2 separate regions of the Oryzias latipes genome follow, and region 1 is linked to region 2. A link is a contact called in public Hi-C data. All regions are on one chromosome and are shown on one strand. Each heading gives the region's core, a stretch centred on a gene start, on an enhancer-like site or on the middle of the called end of the contact. The rest is flanking DNA. Distances are from core to core; before and after follow the strand shown.

Evidence for each region. A called contact is a pair of places that touch in the nucleus more often than the background predicts.
Region 1: a contact with region 2 is called in a Hi-C map of embryo, with 1.8 times the contacts expected there. The contact joins the enhancer-like site here to the promoter of LOC101161269 in region 2. A contact is called at or near these places in 3 of 5 Hi-C or Micro-C datasets (embryo and fibroblasts).

The regions. Positions count from the first base shown.
Region 1 is chr17:22,260,494-22,266,250 of ASM223467v1, forward strand. No RefSeq gene overlaps it. Among protein-coding and RNA genes, the nearest start is that of LOC101170052, 11 kb to the right of the region's middle. Within about 2 kb of position 3,353, at least 4 of the 8 cell types and tissues checked have an H3K27ac peak or open chromatin away from gene starts, as enhancers often do. A contact at or near this core is called in embryo, where this site is marked.
Region 2 is chr17:22,106,211-22,112,297 of ASM223467v1, forward strand. LOC101161269 (protein fem-1 homolog A-like) reads left to right here and starts at 4,386. Exons shown (of 1, transcript XM_004079178.4): 1 at 4,386-6,087. The coding sequence starts at 4,582.

The DNA of each region.
Region 1 (5,757 bases), core at 2,103-4,602, 150 kb after region 2:
TTTTATGAAGCTCCCACAAGAATAAAATACAGAGCTGGGTCTAAGAGAGGATACACAACCAAACAAACCTAGAAAATGTCTCAAAGGCTTCAGGGAAAAATGTCCCCAGCAGGATCAGAATTGTCTTCAGGTTTAGACGTACACTATATAAACAAAAGTATTTGCTCACCTGCCTTGACTCACACATGAACTGAAGTGTCATTCCATTCCTAACCCATAGAGGTCAGTATAATGTCTGTCAACCCTTTATAGCTATTACAGCTTCAACTCTTCTGGGAAGGCGTGCTTTCCACCACTGCATCCGACACTTTGCATTGCACGCATTGCACTTGGTGATGTGTGGCTTGGATACAGCTGCTCGGCCATGGAAGCCCATTCCATGAGGATCTCTGCGTACTGTACTTGGGCTAATCTGAAGGTCACATGAAGTTTGGAGCTCTGCAGCAATTGACTGTCCATAAAGTCTGCGACCTCTTTGCACTGTACATTTCAGCATCCGCTGACCACTCTCCATCAGTTTAAGTGGTCTGCCACTTGGTGGCTGAGTTGCTGTTGTTCCCAAACTCTTCCTTTTGTTATAATTGAGCTGACAGTTGACTGTGGAATATTTAGGAGCGAGGAAATCCATTCCCCAATGGATTTGTTGCACAGGTTCCATCCTATGACAGTTCCACGCTGGAACTAAACTCCTGAGAGCGGCCCATTCTTTCACACATTTGTAAAAACAGTCTGCATACCTGTCTGCCTGATTTTATGCAACTGAGGCCAGGCCAAGTGATTAGAACACCTGATTCTGATGATATGGATGGGTGAGTGAATACCTTTTGTAATGTAGTGTAGTTACTTAGCAGACACTTTCATCCAAACTGTCAATAACATGCAAAAACCCTGCAGGTTAAGTCACATGCCTGAGTCAATACAAAATGGATCAAATACAATAATAAATTAAAAAAAAGGTACAAAGTAACTCAATTTTCTGACTTTTCTTGAGAATTTCAAATAAACCGAATGCCCCTTGACGCAGCAACAAGAAAATATCACAAACATTTTTAAACGAAGTCTGTTTTGTAGAAAGACCTGGACATTTAAAAAATAAATAAATGTTCCATCAAATTTACATTTACATTTACATTATTTGTTAGAATTTTTTTCTTTAATTTTTGTGTAAACATTTTACATCATTTTTATGCAACACCTCCCTAAAAAGACGTGAATTCAGCATTTTCAACATTGTTGTTCACCTTTCAGCATATCCCCTCAGGGGATTCACAGTGAATCAGCTTTCACTGATCCGGACCAGCACAGGGAGTCCCAGACTCGGACCCCCTTGCAGCTATAGGCAGTAGCACAAAGGGTCTTATCTGGTTGAAGCTCATCACGCCTCCTGGGAATTGAACCCCGGTTCATGCACCAGTCCTACACGCAGCCAATTGAGCCATCCAGCTACAGAATTCAGCATTTTCTGCATTTCCCCGATTCCTTTGACCTTTCACTTACAATCTTGTTTTGACATTATAAAAGTAATTTTTTATGATGTGTGGGATTTTGAAATTCCTAGAAAGTAAGTTACAATCTGCATAAAAAGTGCTGAAGAAAGAAATATGACTTAACTGTTGAAAAGATTGTGTTTGTCTTTGAGGCTCAGATGGTCTAGATAAAAAATTGTTCATCTTCAAGTGTTTGTGGATTTCCCCCAACCGCAAAAAGGTCAAAATACATTTGCTGAAAGGCTTTTAGGCACACAGTTGGGTTTTTGCAAGGCAGAACGTCAGAATGAATCCACAGCAGGCGGTTTCAGTTTGATGATGATAGTTGCAAGATTTATGAAGTTGATAAATCATGGATGAAATTTAAATAATCCTGTATAGGACATGAAACAACATTTATGGAAAAAATGAGGAGGTAAATTTGATTGAAGGTCATGTCGTTGTGAAGACATTATGACTTTTCATGATTCTCTGTAAAGCTTTTATTTATTAATTAATTTTTACTTGTCCTGTCCAACAGCTGGGCAGACAGATGAGAGCTGAAGCCCTCTTGTGTTGGACATATGTTACTTTAACAAGAGGGGTTATGAATCTTCTGACAAACCAGAAGAATGTCTCTGTAAAGCTTTTAGTTTGAAGTCTTCAGGCTGGATTGGTCACAAATCTTCTGTTTATCATCAGCGACAAAAAGCTGAAAGTACACAACTGATGACAGAAACTTATGAGGCCAGAACAGTCTCATAGAAACTGGGAGTGGACGATCACGTCTGCAGATCCACTCTGGAAAACTTGTTGAATAGAATAAACGGAATAGAATACTCCACAAAAACAGATGACACAATAAAAGGGCCAACACGGTTACCCTTTTATGAGTTTTTCTATTTTTGGTGTTAAAGGTTGATTTTAGGGAACTTTTACTATATGATTAGAACTGCAGTGCCTTACAAAGTAATAAAAGCCATAGTGACAGAGTCATGATGAGGGGAAAATACCTCCAGTGGAAATGTTGCTGAAACTGTGCTGTTCTGCAATCATGAAGTGTTTGCATTGGTTCAGTTTTGTGGCACAAGAATGAAAATTCAAGTTCATAAAAATAAACATGCAAAGAAAAGATGATGGCGCGTTAAATGTCTGACTTACTGTGATTGCACTGTTGTGAAATGAATATTCATGCATTTCAGGAAATGATCCCTGGGAATAAATACCAGAAATGCAGGCTATTCCAGTTAAGTTGCTTTCTTTGGACCTCTTTTCATTGACGCTTTTCAAATGTGGTACACTATTGTGGATATGTTAGGTCTCAGTTTTCCTGACTCACACCGGCCTGTCTGCTGGCCTCTCTTTTTCAACAACTCAGCCTTTCTCCTTCCCTGTCTTTTCATTCATTTCTATCTGGTACAGTTTGAATGTGCCCTTTGCACGTCAGTGGTGAGGCGCGGTGAAAGGGAGGCGAGGTTTCCATTGCTCTAACTAGGTCAGCGAGGACACGCCCCTCCTTTGACTGCACCCTTGCTTCCCAACCCCTCCTGTCTCCTTTTTCCTCTGTTCCCTGTTGTGACGCAATGCAGACTTTTCTGCACACCTCCTGGATCTGACAAACGCACCGCTGTCTTCCATTTTCATGGCTGAGTGACTGTTAAGTCCTGTAAATCGGAATCTGGCAAACATACGTGACAAAAACAACTTGCACTTCCAAGGGTGACAGTCAACAGTGATGAATCAGCAGCAGCCATGTGGATGTGTTGATCAGCCAACATTTCTGTGATTTGGACCAACTCTTTGTTGTGATTGCATAATGCCTTACTGTTACGTATTGGGTCAAGCTGCAGTGAGGATCTTGAGCATTTGCGAGAGAGGGGGTCCGTGTTGCCCAGCCCACAGAAATAGTGAAGCTGTGTTTGCTTAGGAGGCCTCTGTCGATACAACTCCTGAAGTGCCCTCTTACGCAATATAAGTGCTCATCCGACCCAACAGAAAATCCAAATTCCATTCATCTGCATTATCAAAAGCATGAAACATGCTAAACTTTTTAAAAACACTTTTTGACAATAAAAAGTTCAAGTAAAAAAACAGCCAAAGTGCAAATTCCAAGTATTACATAAGCCTGACTTGTTATAACACATTTCAGACACTGGATGTCTCTGTTTCTGCTAGCTCTGCTCAGATGAGTCATTTGAGAGGTTATATATGAACTGAGCTGCCAAATGTCACCCAATCCTGACTCTCAAATGTAGTGTTTCTCTAAAAAGGTAAAAAAAAATCTTTACATGAAAGTAGATTCATTTTCAGAAGCAGCTCACTTTAACAGTGTAGTGGTATAAGGCACTAAAAATATTGGTTGTGAAGATATGAGAATGCACAAATCAGTGAATGCTATAGGGCATCTCATCAAATTACCTTGATTATATCATTTGAGGAATAAGAAGAGGGAAAATGTGGGAATGAAGGGAAATTAGCTCAGAATTAGATAGTGAAAGAAGGAAGGAATGCTGTGGGTGTCCAGAAGTGGCAGTAAGACAAAACATTTGGGTCATAGGGTCAAAGACAAAAATGAAAAAACAATGAGATGAGAAAAGAAAAGTGATAGCTTTGAACAGCAAAATGGGAACAACCCATTTTTTCTGCTGGCCCTGTTTGGCGGCCTTATTATCCTTTGGATTATAAATGTCATTGTGTTGTCACTGCCCATGTGTTGTTGCATGTGTGACGCCATGTGCGTTTGGTGGGTGCGTCCGAGTGCTAATGTGTTTGCATTCACACTCACTTGGGCGTAACTAGGTCAGGCTCACATGGTGAAGCACGCTGAATCACACCGGCAGTAAACACATCACGGTTGCCATGGAAACACGCCTTTGCATTTACCACATCTTTGCATTGCATACATTTCTATTTGCATCAGATCGCTGGTGTAGAGCCGGCAGAGACACAAGCCTCTCCAAACCAAGACAAACCCAATAAAAACAACTGATGAGCTATTCATGCCAAACGACACAACCTCAATCAATCATGACCGGCTTTTGTACAACTTAATTTGAGGTTTTGGTTCTGTGGCACGCGTCAGTTCTGCAAAGTCCACCCTTTGTTTGACATATCCGTAGGTGTGGATATTTAGCCAGCTTTGTGAGCAATACAGAGTAGACGTATGAAACAGGGGAGGGAGTTAAAGTGAGACGCTGAAAGACATTTGCTCCTGATGCTGTTCATCAAAACAAGTCCAGGCACAGAGCAGAAAATTATCCTCCAAAGTAATCCAGCACATGAGTCTCTACAGGCCATTTACATAATCAAATTGTCTTAAGGAGCTATTTCGTGTCTAAAAGTGTCTAAGTCTAAGTCTAAGTGTCTAAAAAAAAGCAGAAAAATTCTTCTGTGGCATTTGACTGCCTGTGATGCAGTTCTCCTCTCACAGATGCTTAGATTTTGGGTTTTGATCTGTAGAAGCTGTAAAACATTTGTGTGTGCGTGTTACCTGTGTGTGGATAGATTTGGCTGTTTTATCCTAATCTTTCTGTCGAATTACATCAAAATTAGTGGATTTGCAAAGATTTTGGCTCCATGTCTGTAGTTGCCTTCATGCCTTCTGTGTGTAAACTGCAATTAACAGCCATCAACATGAGAAAAATAGCATTTACTAAGAATCCTGATTGATGGCCACTCTGCGTCTGTTAAAATCTTGTCTTTTACTGAGTTTCTCCTTGTCTGCAGGTGCTTAGTCTTCCTCCCACAGTCTAAAATCATGCCTGTCTGGTTGGTTGATTGATTATCATAAATTACCTTTAGGAGTGAGTGTGCAGAGTTTGCCGTGTCTCTTTGGGGTTGGTGGGCTGTCAAAGGTTTGCCCAAACTTTTGCCTGATGACAGCTGGCAGAGAGCTGCTGTCCCCCAGGCAACCTGAAAACGATGAAGTGGGTACAGAAAACAGATGGATGTGAAATAATACTCTCTCAGTATGAGATCTGGATTGTTTTTCTCTGTGTGGTGTGAGCATGTTCTCACTGAAAGAGACCAGATAATCCACCATCATCAAAGTTTAACTTCAACACAAAGAGTGTAAAAAAAAAAACAGATGAGCGCAAATAACTAAAATGTATAATATGCGGTACTCTTGCTTGTTGAATTGTTGCACTGTACAATATACACTAGCCAGGTTTGCATATCCCATTTTTTCTGCACATCACATTCTGGTTTTGCTCACATTTAACAGTATTTATATTTGAAGGCAGGCTCTGTATGATATAAAAATGTAGTGCTGGTGCCGTACCTCGATTTA
Region 2 (6,087 bases), core at 3,136-5,635:
TGCTGAGTTCAGTCATTATGATGGCAGAAGACTTTGATCATCTTACAGCCAAGCTTAGAAAAACTGCCAACAGAAAGACGGTAAATGTGTTATGTGTCCTGGTTGGTAGTTTAAAGTTTATGTTTAAAACCCTTGTGCTATCTTAGATGACCCCACCCTTACATTGATCTGTTATTCCTACCATGACAAAGGTGGATAAAGTTGGAAAGATTTCATGTAATCCATGGACACCAGTGAAGATCACAAATCATTGAAGAAAAAAGGTTCAGCGCACTGTCTAGTGGGTCTAGATGACCCAACTCCCAACGTTAAAGTGCCTAGGATAGCACAAGGGTTGAACCCTTGAGGCCAACTGAGAATCACTTTTGGGTGGCACTGCAGCACCCTCTGCTGGTGATGCAGCATGATGATAGCATGTCAATGAAATTTTTTGTTAAAGCTCAGAGCATCAATCTGTAGCAATGTCTTTTCCTTAACTCTAGTCCTTGCAGAACAAAAAAACCTTCGACTGTCTTATAGCTCTATCATCAGACAAAGAAGCACATTTCTGCTACAGACAGACAAGAACTAATTTGTCCACAGGACTCTTATACTCTTCTCTGCAAACTAGGCTCCTGATGGTCATTATAATTGCTCCTCTGTAAAGTATTGATCTTTTTAGTCCCAACAATCTAAAAACTCTCTAATCTCAAGGCACTGCTTTCCTTAAATAATGCTTTGAATCATAAGTGAGAAGACCACATAGAACAACAACCTTTTACTAAGAAATCTGTTTTATTTTTAAATTCTAAACAGACCTTCTTTTTCCTATTTCACCCTCTTGCATTAATGTTTTACCAAACATAAAGACTCTTTTAAGTGTTTTTCTATGTTCACACAAGGCATATGACGCACATTCTTGATGTTTAGCTAATGCTGTTCACACTGGACTGCCGCTGCCCGATACTAGCACATGTCCGCCACCTACTTTTGGAAGAGGCTAAGTATGAAATGTCAAAGTGCTGCAAGTCTTGCTCCAGGGTTTTCCTTTCACAGCTCTTTTACGATGAAAGATTTGGCGTCATGTAATTCCAGGCGAGCCCAAAACTATGAATTTCTCCACCTTGATCAATTTTCAAATGGTTGGCAGCACTTCCGTGAATTAAAGGGACCACACCCACATCAAAATAGAGTTGCTGATTGGTCAGGGTTCAACTGGTTTAACTTTCAATGCACATTCAGGGGCCGAGCGTTTTGTAAGTAGATCCAGAAAACGGTAGTAGAAACTTTTGAAATGTGAACGAGTGAGTTTTGAATGCAGAAGACTGAAACGTGCATTTACGCACGTTCACATAGAATTTTCATTGGAAGTGGCTGCTTAAAGACTCATCGCCAAGGACGGTGTGAACGTAGCATTAAGATTTGAGGCTTTTTACAGAGACTAATAACCTGATCTTAATGATTTTCCTGTATGTTTCATTAGACAATTTGTCTCTTCACCAATTCTATAGCAAATATATTTATTAAATTGATTAAATCCGGTCCTACTATGTGAACCAAACCTTACTGTCTGCATTAGTTATTGAGTAAATTGGTCATTTAATTTACACTGGTCGGGATTTGGACAGCTTTAGGCAAGTCAATGATCAGTTGGTGTTCTGGTAATAGTCTCTGACTAGGAAAATTAAGCACTTGGGTCTATACTAAGCTGTTGGGATCCTCTATGGACGTTTACATTTTAATTCCACAAAGATAATTAATATTTTAATGAGTGCTCTGTTAAAACTAGTTGAAAATTACTTTCATGCACTAAAATGAAGAATAGATTAATCTTTCTAATAAAAAAAAAAACATTCCCAGATTTTGTCACAATAATCTGTTTTCAATGAGCTTTTTTTTACCAGTCTAATAATTTAACAGGTTTTAAATTAAAAAGTTTGTTCTTAAGTTTGAGAACAGTGGCACAAGGGTGTAGCGGCTGACATTTGAGATTATCTGATCATTTCTTTGCATTTAGATGTCAGCATTTATGCAGACCTTGTTCATTTTTCAACCCCAGCACCCTTTTTACTCTTTATTTCATACAATTTTTTGTATGTTTTGTTTTGTTCTTTTCAATAAACCTGATGCTGCAGAATTGGCAGATCCCTATATGTTAAAGGTTATTACTTTCCCACACAATAGCAGCTACATTGTAGACTTTTGTTTGCAACCTGTTCTTTCCATAATAAAGTTGTTTTTGTTTGTTATTTTCATAAAAGCATCATCTTTGTTTTTCACTTGTAATGCTTCTTTCATTTAAAGAAGCAGCATCATACATTTCTATAAGTTGCTGCAATTGACATACAATCTAAAGCAATGTAAAACAGGTATATCATTCGCACTTTCCTTTATTACTGGAAAAATAGTCCAGAAGAGAAAACAAAATGATTGTTTACGATACTATGAAGCCTGGTACAATCCATGATCAACTATTAACAGCAGGTGATGTTATTTGCTCACAATCCAGGGAGGCTCATGTCTATGAGACAGAAGTTATTTTTATCTTTACTCAGCCTGCAGCTTCGATTGAGACTCACTGATACTTAAGACTCCCATGAAGAGCCTGTAATAGCTTTGGGTGGTTTCTTGTTTTAGGGAACCGTGTGAGCTATATAAAGAACCAACACCATTAATTTTTTCTAGTAATTAAATGGAAATTTAGCTTAAGTCATCATCATCTGAGGATTGTGTTTGACTGTGTTTTTGTTCTATGAATAGCTGCACCACTAAAAATGTGCTTTGCCTTATTGAGATAGGCTTGCAAAACAGGTTTTCAGACTATTTGTTTTTTATGAAAAAAGTGGCAACAACCAGTCCTTTAAAATGTGAATGCATGCAGACTTACCATTTAACATCCAGGCTGTAAAGTCATTTCCCTGTCTAATGCTGAGAATTCAATTTCCGGTTGGCCAGAGATGCAATAGCAACCTAAAGTATCGGCTGTCAATAATGTATTTGTCTATAGGGATTTTTTTTTTTTTGATGAACATAAAGATTAATCTTGCAAATATCTTCTGCTTGGTTAATAAAAAATACAGTTATAAAAACAAACACATTTTAAAACCTGGTAAATAAAGGACAAAGTGTGTTCATTTGTCTGAGGATGCTGACATAGTAGGTATCTTACATTTTCTAAAGAATTAACTGAAGATACAGATGGCCTGAAAAAACAACAAAAAATAAATAAAATAAAAGGTCATTAAAACGTTTTTAAAAAGTAATGTCAGCATTTTACATGCCTTAAAATTAGTTACATTTATACAAAATGTTACATTAAATGTTAGTTACATTTAGATGTCCAATTTTAAAGTTGGACAACCTCCATATCCTTTAAAAAATGAATAATATTAATCATATTTCAGAGCATTACATTTTTACAAGTATATACATATTTGTATATTCTATTGACCTTTGACTTGTTTTGTTTTGCTTTTCTTGAATTTTAGTTTTATTTATTTGTTTTTACTCTGCCTGATATAACCTTTAAAAGGCCCTGCATTGTTAGATTTACAATTGTTGTCATTATTTATTTTCTTGTCTGTTGTTCTGTTTGTTTTATTCTGGCTGCAAATACTCAGAACTTGTTTTGTTGCTGTTTGTTGATTCACTACGAGTGAAGCCATGTTTTGTAATGCTCAATGGTTCGATAGAGAAAAGGGTTTAAAAAAAGAAACTTAGGCAAATCAAATTTCTTAAAGTCCCACTCTGAGGAAAATTGCTTTGGAGGACATTTGTAAAGACAATTAAGCTTAAATTGCATTTCTGAATATTTCTTTACCGAAATCTTTGTGAATCAAGAAGGGAAAAAAACGCAATTTAAAAAATATATGTCACGTAGAAACACAAGCTCCCTGCTCTGCTCCTTTCTGATGCAACCACTTGCAGATGATTAGATTCATGTAAGTCTTTAGCATCTGGCTCAGAACTGTTCAATAGAATAGCTTCAATATCGCTCACCATTTTTGTTGCACCAGTAATGTTAAGTTGGAGGTTTGAGGGTCTGTAAGCTGGCAGAAGAGCATGTAAAGCTCTAATTTGTGGGTGTTGGGAAGAGGAGTTGGGTTGCTATATTGTATATTATATTAAATATTATATATTATATTATATTATATCCCCTAACATTTGAAGTGACATTTCTATTAAATTGTGGTAACATGCTGTATTTCTTTCCAATATGTGTACTTTGTTTTTGTTTTTTTAAGGATTTCATGTATATTTCCGGTACGAAATGATACGAAATTGGTCAGATTTGCATTCGTTTCATTTGTATGTAAATTGCTTTGGTCGTTTGCCACATGTGAAATTGAGTGTGTGGTGTAAATAACTAAAACATGCCCTAAAATACATTACCCACAATGCTTTGTTGAACGCGTCAACAGCGACCTGTCAAACAACAGAAACGCCATCTTGACAGCACCCTCAAAATGGCAGGAAGATGTGAGCCCGAAACGGAGTCCCCGCAGCGACACCGCAACTCTGAAGCATAAAATAGGACTTGTTTTCCCCGCAGGCGGACGGTTATGGGGTTGTTGAGCGGCGCCGCAGCACAAAGCCTCTAAAATGGATATAAACACGGCGGTTTTCTGCGCGGCCAGAGAGGGTAAGCTAAAACTTCTCCAGAAGTTGCTGAGCAACAAAAGTCCAGAGGAGCTGGAGGTTTTGGCCGGGGAGAAAACGCAGGGAGGCACCGCATTGCTGATCGCCTCCCGGAACGGACACTTGGAGGTGGTGGACTACCTGGTGGCTCACTGTAAGGCGAACGTGGAGCTCGGCGGCTCCGTCAACTTTGACGGGGAGACCATCGAGGGGGCTCCGCCGCTGTGGGCGGCTTCGGCCGCCGGTCACCTCCCGGTGGTGAAGACGCTTCTGAAACACGGCGCGTCGGTGAACAACGCCACTCTGACCAATTCTACGCCGCTCCGCGCCGCCTGCTTTGACGGTCACCTGGAGATCGTCCGCTACCTGGTGGAGCACAAAGCCGACATGGAGGTGGCCAACCGCCACGGTCACACCTGCCTCATGATCTCCTGCTACAAAGGCCACAAGGAGATCGCCAAATTCCTCCTTGATCGAGGTGCGGACGTGAACCGCAAAAGCGTGAAGGGGAACACCGCCCTCCACGACTGCGCAGAGTCCGGGAGCCTGGAGATCATGAAGATGCTGTTGAAGTGCAATGCCCGAATGGAGAGGGATGGCTACGGAATGACCCCCCTGCTGGCTGCAAGTGTCACGGGTCACACTAAAATCGTGGAATATCTCGCCCACCAGCCTTGGACCTCCAGAGAGGAGCGCATTGATGCTCTGGAACTGTTAGGAGCCACCTTTGTGGACAAAAAGCGAGATCTGATGGGGGCCATTAGGTACTGGAGGAGAGCCATGGAGCTGAGGCAGCCAGGGGACCAAGCCGGACCGCTGGCCAAGCCTCCACCCGGACCCCCGATCTCTGCGTATGGCTGTGCACAGGAGGTGAGCTCGGCAGAGGAGCTGGAGGCTTTGATCACAGACCCAGATGAAATGCGGATGCAGGCTTTGTTGGTCCGGGAGCGCATCCTCGGGCCGTCCCACCCAGACACCTCATTTTACATCCGCTACAGGGGCGCTGTGTACGCCGACTCTGGCAACTTTGAGCGCTGTATCAGCCTGTGGAAGTATGCCTTAGACATGCAGCAGAGCAACCTGGATCCTCTGAGTCCCATGACGGCCGCCAGCTTCCTGTCTTTTGCAGAGCTTTTCTCTTTTGTTCTTCAGGACAGGTCCAAAGGCACGCTGTCGACTAGCATCACCTTCCAGGATCTGATGACTGTGCTGGTGAAGAGCGTGAGGGAGGTTGAGAGGGCCGTGGCCCAGAGGGATAGCCCCCCAGAGGCCCCCCAGTTCACCAAGGCCCTCTACATCATCCTCCACCTCATTTTTTTACTGGAGAAGCTGGAGTGCACGCCGGAGCAGGAGCACCAGAAGAAGCACACCGTGTACCGGCTCCTGAAGCTGAACCCCAGAGGTCGGGGCGGCTTCACTCCCCTCCACATGGCGGCGGACAAGGAAACCACGTCGGTGGGCCGCTACCCT